Linked DNA regions of Rattus norvegicus: region 1 is linked to region 2. The links are chromatin contacts, called in public Hi-C maps. All regions are on one chromosome and are shown on one strand. Each heading gives the region's core, a stretch centred on a gene start, on an enhancer-like site or on the middle of the called end of the contact. The rest is flanking DNA. Distances are from core to core; before and after follow the strand shown. Region 1 holds the start of Hapln1 (hyaluronan and proteoglycan link protein 1). Region 2 holds the start of Edil3 (EGF like repeats and discoidin domains 3).

Region 1 (4,142 bases), core at 1,169-3,668, 740 kb before region 2:
CCACTGGGAATTCAATAAGCTGTTCAGAGAGGCCTTGACTTTTAATCTACATAAAAAATTACACTTGTTTTAATTTCTGCTCTTAGCATCCACTCCACAGTTTGTCATTTAGTTAAGGGTAAAATGTATGAAGGAAACAAACTAGTCAATTTTCATGTAATTGACCCCCCAAACCAGTCAATTTTTAGAGGCTGGTAAGAAAGTCTTCTGTGTAAGTCCACTAGGTGGCGATAAGGGACCATGCTTCACCCTAAACTACAGGCCCTCCCATTCATACAGCAAAGGAAGAGCTGTGTTATTAATTTATACCATCGTACCCTTGCTACATCTAATATTTGTTTAATCAGCTGTTTCCTCTAATACTTCTCAGACAATATTGATTAAAATCTCTAGCATACTCATATTCTGTTTTTTTCCCCCCTCCTTTACTTCCCCTAACATTTTGCTACCTTTTGAATGACAGGGTAAGTAAATTTAAATGACATAGACTAAGTGATGTGGTTAGAAGTAATGACTGCAAGTGGTTGAGAAATTAATTGGAAGCAACAGAAGACTATGATGTAAAAAATTGTTTCCAAATTTGCCCTTGGCTGCTACTGGAATTTTAATTGGGGAGATACTATTAATCTTAAAACTGTAATCTGGAAAAATATACATCTGGGATAAAAGGAAATAAAAACTGGTATTTTCTGAAGGGAGCCATCTCCTGAATATGGTCTGTGTTCATCTTTATGAAGATGAAGACAGTCTTTAGGAAACACTAGTACGTCACACCCACAACCCTAAAAGAGAGGACTGTTCAAAAACCTATCCACTGTAAGGTATTTTTCTGTATACCCAGAATGTATTTATACTGGATGCATTTCTTGCTCCCAAAGGAAGGAAAATGAACTGAAACCACCAGGGACATAATGAATCGATTCTTCTCTGTGAAGGTTTCCTCAGCATTTCTAAATTAGTGTCAGTCATTCCTCTCAGAGACAGAGCCTTGTTAGAAGTAAATGGCTCACTTCATAAGAACACCATGTTCCCCTCTCACAGAAAGCCAGGGCCCACTGGGCACTCCTGTTTGAAATACTGGCCTCTGGGTGGGTTCTTCCCATCGACCACTGGTCTTCTTACCTGAGGCTATTCATACATATTCATATATATTATGTATGAATATATATCACATATACATATAAACTTGCTAGTCGAGACTCTTTAGGCAAACATTCTGTTTGATTAAATAAAATTAAGATGCTCTCATTCAAATAAATAAATAGATTCCTGATGATATATTTTTATTAGATAATAATTCTACTCTATTATTAAAATGTGTATAACATTACTCAAAACTTAGCATACTGAAATAATCAAATAAAAATTGCTACCAGAAACTACATTTGGAATGAATAAATATTACATTTACTAGAAAATTAATTCACAGACTTTATTTCTTAATAACCGTTAGGTTCTAAGCAGCCAGCTAATATATTTGATTTTATGACATCACACTGGACCACTTACAGGGACATTTTCCACCCTCAAACTCTCCCCAAATGTACTGGCTACTTTGTGTACTTTTCCAGTGATAAATGAAAGTAAAACAGCTTATTTTCAAAGGAACAGACTGTGTTATTTGGACACAACAGGCATATTCAACAGAAGAGAGCAGCTTAGTCTAACCCTAGGAGTTTAGGTTTGCTTTCCTTAATGGCTTCAAAGTACAAATAACTCCTTTAGACAACTTTTTAAAAAGTGCTCTTAACAGCTGTTACTTGAAATATTTTTAGGACATTGATATCGGCCATTGACATCATTCTCTACCAAAAAACAGGGCATCATAATTATCTGTTCTTAATTTTAAAATTACCTAGAGAGACCTAGGCAGAGTATGACGTTCCAAAGGTTGTTAATCTAACATGCATTTTCTCTGACTGAAGTAACCTTCTTTTTCACATAAACCTATATATCCCCTAAGACAGAAGTCATAACTCTGGGATGGACATTTCTATTTCACAGCTCTCCTCCATCCTGTACTACCCTTCTCTCATCTCGGCTGCTATGAAACTGCTTGTTGAAATACAGATGGAAAAGCCAGCATTTGGACCAGCGTGCCCCTCAGATTCATAGCAGCAGTTGCAAACGCTAGGAAATCTTGAGTTAATTCTTTCTTCGAGTCTAGACGGAACCTGTTTGTTGCAATGATATTTTATGACAGTAAAGTTTAAAAAGTGGAGATGCTATGTTGTATATAGACTGAAGAAAGCGATACAATTTGTTTACATACAAACATTATATGTGCAATGCTATGAAATATATAAAGCACCAAGCTACCTCTGAATGAGGGAGGAAGACCCACCAAACAGAAATGATGGAAGTTTTACCTTGTCCTGAATTCCAGTTCAGAAGCTTCGAGTCCCACTTAGCTGGGAGTTGGAGATGGAGTGAAGCTAATGCTCCTCCTGACCTTAAGTTTGTCTCTGGGCGAGTGCGGTGTGGGTGTGGGTGTGGGTGTGCGCGTGTGTGTTCGAGCGCGTGTGTGCAGAATGTCTCTTTGTGGTGCTGGATGGCAGAGGTCCTGATCCGAGGATGAAGGAGGCACTTCTCACCAAGAGCAGAAGAAAAGCAAAGCGTCACCAGGAGACTTCTCCTCCCAGATCCTCTAATTACAGCCTAACTGCACTCCATGCAAACTTCAGGGGGGGAAGGGAGGGGCAGCTCTGTGCCCAGACCTTGTAAAACAGCAGTCTCTTAGATGACTCGCTCTGCTCAGATCCGGAGGATTCAGCTCTGGAGTTCAGGAAAAGCGGCAGGCCCAACCACAAGCCCCCACCCACACCATACCCTCTGCTCTCTGTCTACTCCACAGGAGATGCTGTGAGGGGTCTGCGGGATGACTTGTAGCCTCTACTGACTCCCCTACACAGTTGTCACCTTGTAGTTATAGTATTTTCTTAGAAGGAAAATTCAAGCCTGGAAGAGAGAGGTCTTTCTCCTATAGACAAGTAGAACAACAGAGAACCAAACTTTTACCCAAATTGCTTGTTCTGCCCCAATTGTTGGCTGCGGGGAATCAGTATCAATGTTGGATTAAATCTCCTTTAATCCACAACTGCTATTGTGTCCTTAGATGATAGCGCCTAAGAACCTGAGTTTATTTATAGAGTGAGGAATGCAAGGGGGAGTCTGGGTGGGTGGGACTGGGTTATAGATCCACACTCAGTATTAGAACCAGATGTCACAGGACTAGGGCGCGCGCGAGCACACACACACACACACACACACACACACACACACACACACACACACACACACTTAAAATAACTACTGGGGAAGATGCTGGGACACGCGGGTAAACGCCTCCTGAACAAATAGACATTTATTTATAACTCGAGGGAGAGTATATAGGTCCATTGATTCCTGCCTTGAGCAGCCAAAGGGTTTGGAGAGGAAACGGCTTCGCATTTCAATAACAGAGCCACCTTTGATTGGGCCTAGGAAAGGCGGAAAAGAAAGTAACACACAGCAGGAAGCAAGGGGCTGCTGAAGGAGGGAACTGATCTGGCCTCTGGGTGGAGGACGAGCAAACAAGCTCTAGGGCCCCACGGGCCGGGAGGCAGGCGGAGAGAGCCACCGCCTGAGAGCTGGTGTAGAATGATGGGGCCCTGGGCAGCATCTCCGCGGTCCCTGTAGGCGGCTCGTCACTGCGGGGACCACAGCTCTGGAGGGGAGGGGCGCGGGCGTGTGTAGGGACCAGGGACAGAGAGACTGGTGGCCCCAGACTCTTGGCAGATAAGCCAGGGAGGCAGGCTGGCTAGAGGGCGATTGGGGACTCTGGGTCGGGTAGGTGACAGGCAGAGGCGCTACTGGTGGCGGAGGCTGAAGATCTGAGTCCTTTGGCTGGCGGAGAGCGGCGCTACCGTCTTAGAGATAAAGCTCAAATGGAGCGCTGTGGTCAGGACTCCAGAGGGAGGCAGGGAAAGCAGCGGTGGCGGTGTGGTGGCAGAGGGGTAACCTCACGGTGGGGCATATTCTTTCCACCTTTTGTGTAAGCTGTCTCAGAGGTCTTGCTTACATGAGTGCACCGCACTGACTCCCACCTCGCCTTAACATTGGGTCTTTGGGGATTTAGGTGTATGTGGGATAGACTTTATTTC
Region 2 (4,070 bases), core at 1,518-4,017:
ATTGTTTGAACTATCGGGCTCAGTTCTTTCTGCAGAGGTCCGGGAGAAGAAAATGAGAGAGGAACAAGTTTAACAGAAAAAGCTGATGCAAAATGGTCCGTTTCTTTCCCAGAAGCTGCCGCCCTCCATCCACAGGGTGGCTTACAAAGGATCGATCGAAGGTTGGAGGGGGTGGGCTTCCTGAGCGTGGTCTAGAAGAGCGGATTGGAAAGCACAGGCAACATTTCCATGGTCCACTTGACTTGTGGCATAGATGCCTCCGCCTGGGCATCTTTAAGAGCTCAAGGCAGCTGCAATATTTTTTGCCCAGGCTCTAGCAACTACAAGTCTTCTGGCCAGCGCAGTCACTCACTAGATCCTCTAGCTTTCCAGTCACCTTTGTTAAGGGTCACTTAGTGGCAGTTACGGAGTAGGTGCTTGTGAGTGCACCCATGAGCGTGTGTGTGTGTGTGTGTGTGTGTGTGTGTGTGTGTGTGTGTGTGTCCGCGTGCGTCTGCATTTGTGTGTGTGTGTGTGTGTGTGTGTCCGCGCGCGCGCGCTCGTGATCGCGCGTCAGTGTATGTGTATGTTCCTATTTGGGGTGGGAACGGAGGCGGGGATAGGAGGAGAGAGGAGTGCCTGTGGTTCTTACAGTTAGTTCCCTTCCAGCTAAGGCATCCAAGTGCAGAAGGAATCCAGACCAGAAATAAAAGAAACAGGAAATATCAGCTTTGGAAGCCCGGTTCTTTTCCTTAACACTGGAGACTAAGGCAACCCACTCCGAAAACATTTCCATATGCTAACCTTCAGTGGAGTGACTGCCTCTGTGAGGCAACAATCAGAGCAGGTTTGAAAACCAGAAGCGAAAAACAGATCCCACCCCTCACACCTACAACCATGGAAAAAGTCACATCCTAGGGAGCTGAGAAGACCTGAACTACCCACCACTTCTAGTCCCAAAGCGATGGTATCTGGCTAAAACTCAGGTTTCTGGAGGACAGTCCCCGAACAGCCCATCCTCTGAAGCACATACATAGGTGGTGAATATGTGTAGTGTAGAGTATCCATGAAATGCCTACTCTAATCTCAAATGGATTCGAGTCAACACATTTTTTATTCCAAATACTTCTAGAGCCACAGCGTGACAAAACCTTGTGGCTTATTCAGCTCTCTACTCACTGCTGCTGTCTGTTGAGGATTCTAGTACATTTCTCTCAGAAGGGCCTTCTGAATTCATAAACGCAGAGAGGGTACAGACACCCAATATCTTGAAACCCCTTCTCTTCCTGGCTCCAATTCAGTACCTGCTGGTATGCAGACAAAGGTTTCCGACCAGGTTTTATATTGACAAAGCCTAATCTCTCAGAGGATCTGAAAGTCACCTAAACAACTCAGCAAGAGACTCACTGTAATCCTATATATTTTTTTAATGTTTTGTTTTGTATGCTTGATTTTTTTTTTTTTTTTATTTACATGCAAACCCTGAAAGGCTCAGGTAGAGCAGCCGGAACAACTTTTTGGCTCCTGGGCCAGGGGCGCATGAAGGTTGGTTTGCATATCACAGCCATCTATTACCAAGAGTTATGGTCTTACCCAGAGGGAGTGCACAATAATGCTCAGGCCCCCTGGGGTTAGAGACGGGGAGGGTTGTTTGAGCTGTTGTAATTGAAGTCACGCGCCCAAGGGGAGGGTTGGGAGAAAGCTAACGACTTAGAAGACCTCTCTCTCTTTCTCATTGGCAGCACAAACTCTCAATATCGGGTCCAGGTTGACAGACCCCTTAGCCCCCGCCCTGCACCAAAGCCTGCATCCAGCTTACCGCCCGGTGGTTATCTAGGTTGTTCTGACACCAATTAGATGGTGGCCCGGCCCGGTACACTTAGCTCTGTCGGGTCTCTATTACAGCCCTGTCCACTGTCATCGGCCAACAACATTTATGTTCGCGCAGGGAATCAGTGGCAAAAAATAAAGCCTAGGAACACAACCCCTTCAAACCCCTCAACCGTCTTATTTTCTAGATCGCACCCTCTTCCCAGGCTCAGCCTGGGGCACTCCACTCGGACTTTGCTAGCACTTTGGCTGGGTATCCAGGGAGCATCGCCTCCTCCGTAGCGCTCCTCACGCCGGGCACGCACTGAGGACCCACTGTGGCCCCTTGAGCGGCATTTCCAAAGCTGCTCCCCGCCCGTCCCTCATCCAGGGACCCCTGCCCAGCCACCTCACCTTTGACGAACTGGGGCACACCGAGGAGTCCAACCAAAAGCCAGGCTGCTACCAAGTGCTTCATGATCCTTCTCCCGGACGTGACCCGGGTTGGTCCGGGGTCGTAGCGGAGGGCACTGTAGGCTAGGTGTCCCTGCAGGACAGCAGTAAACCCCGCCCTGTCAGAGATTCAAGAGGACGTCTTCCTCCTGCAGCGCTTCCTCAAACAAATTCTTGGGAAGGGCGATAAAGAGTGATGGCCCTAGAGAAAGGGTGACTCCCCCCCTCACCCCAGCTTCGCTTGCGCTGGGATGCGCGGAGGTGGGTGCGCTTGAGATAGGCTGGGGCTGCAAGTGGGTCTTAGCAGAGGCACAGCGGGCGGAGCGCCGGCTCCCTGGGTTCCTGGCTCCCCGATTTTCGTGCGCGCACCGCAGGCGAAGCGGCCAGCAGCGACTATGGCTCACGCTGCTGCCGCCGCGGCTGCGGGGCTTCTGACTTGGAGAACAATGAAGCGTGAGCTGGAGGGGAGCGAGCCTGAGGCCAAGAGCGCACTGTGTACAAACAGTGGCGGCGCGCGTGTGAGACTGAGCCTAGCAGGCTGGCTTTGGGCTCCCCCGGCACCCGCCCCCCTGTCCTCCCTCTTCTTATTATTGCCTTCCCCAATTTCCTCTCTCTCTCTCTCTCTCTCTCTCTCTCTCTCTCTCTCTCTCTCTCTCTCTCTCTCTCTCTCTTTCTCTCTCTCTCTCTCTCCCTCCCCTCCCCTCCCCTCCCCTCCCCTCCCCTCCCCTTTCCCCTCTCCCCCAGCTTTGGAAGGTGGCTCCTTCTGCTGGAAGAGAAAGGGAGCCAGCAGCAGCCACACCCTGCCTGATACCTGCCGCTGTCTGCTAAGTTCCAGACCCTCTGCACCTCTGATAGGAACTCTAAGGTTAGGGGAATACGATAGATGTTTGAAAGTGTTGATTCCCGGCTTGGTTTTATAGCTAAGTATACAAGAGTCCAATGAACTTCGGGACTGCAGGAAAATAAGTTAAGGGATTTTACAAAGTGGCTACAGGAGTCTCAAGCTTGGTGAGATCCAACACTGCTAAGTCTTCCGATTTCTCAGGAATCACGATTTAGTCAGGAGTCACACTCTAAACAGGCAAGACAGGCTGCTGCTCTGTTGTTCTGTCTGCAAATCAGTTTGCTCAGGACTGAAGAGGAAGACTGTGGGCTCATCTGCTCCCAGTGAGGAAAGGGCAAAAGCAAGTAGGAGGCATGTAAGCAGGACATCTGTTTCACATGAGAGAAGTCTTAGAAAAACAGAGGAAAAAGCAGATTCTTGACACATCACTCAGGTGGATCAAATTTCGCTGCTCCTCACCAAAACTAAAATAAATCGGCTTATTTTGCACTGAAAGTGATTGAACTGAAAATACAACCCCTGGCTTACCATTGTGCTTTCTCCTGTTTTTCAGTTAGCATGATTGCTTACTGTAGATTCAATTCCTGTGGTAGCAAGTACCAAAATGAAACAGGGTTCTCTGCCATCCCCAAGTCTCCGTTAGGAGGGGAGATAGGAGCACACAAACACATTCATAGAGAAACTGAAGCAATGAAGAAAATAGTCCCTCTTGGGGTTAGATGCTGAAAGGGGACAACCATGAAACTTCCCCTTCATTTCTTCAAGTCCTTGGAACCTCATCTTGTACCAGCTTTCTGGTGTTTGGAGTGAAATCAAGGGTGGGAGGAGATGGAAAACAATTGGAAAATAAAACCAAATGAAGGATAGGGAGAGGTAATGTGTAATATGGGCAAAACGCCAACCACAAAAACCATGTTTCTCATGCTGAGTGAAAGGGTGGCGATACATGTTTAAAAAAATTGTCTTGCCAAGGAAAAGAAGAGTC

Evidence for each region. Hi-C and Micro-C count contacts between places; a contact is called where the count stands out from the background.
Region 1: a Hi-C map of prefrontal cortex shows a contact between it and region 2, with 5 times the contacts expected there. The contact joins the promoter of Hapln1 here to the promoter of Edil3 in region 2. A contact is called at or near these places in 4 of 12 Hi-C or Micro-C datasets (the A7r5 cell line, frontal cortex, liver and 1 more) and 1 of 1 datasets of contacts at active chromatin or transcription factors (oligodendrocytes).

Annotation. Positions count from the first base shown.
Region 1 is chr2:22,365,243-22,369,384 of GRCr8, reverse strand. It overlaps Hapln1 (hyaluronan and proteoglycan link protein 1), which reads right to left and starts at 2,418. Exons shown (of 5, transcript NM_019189.2): 1 at 2,370-2,418.
Region 2 is chr2:21,624,434-21,628,503 of GRCr8, reverse strand. It overlaps Edil3 (EGF like repeats and discoidin domains 3), which reads right to left and starts at 2,767. Exons shown (of 11, transcript NM_001427434.1): 1 at 2,203-2,767. The coding sequence starts at 2,266.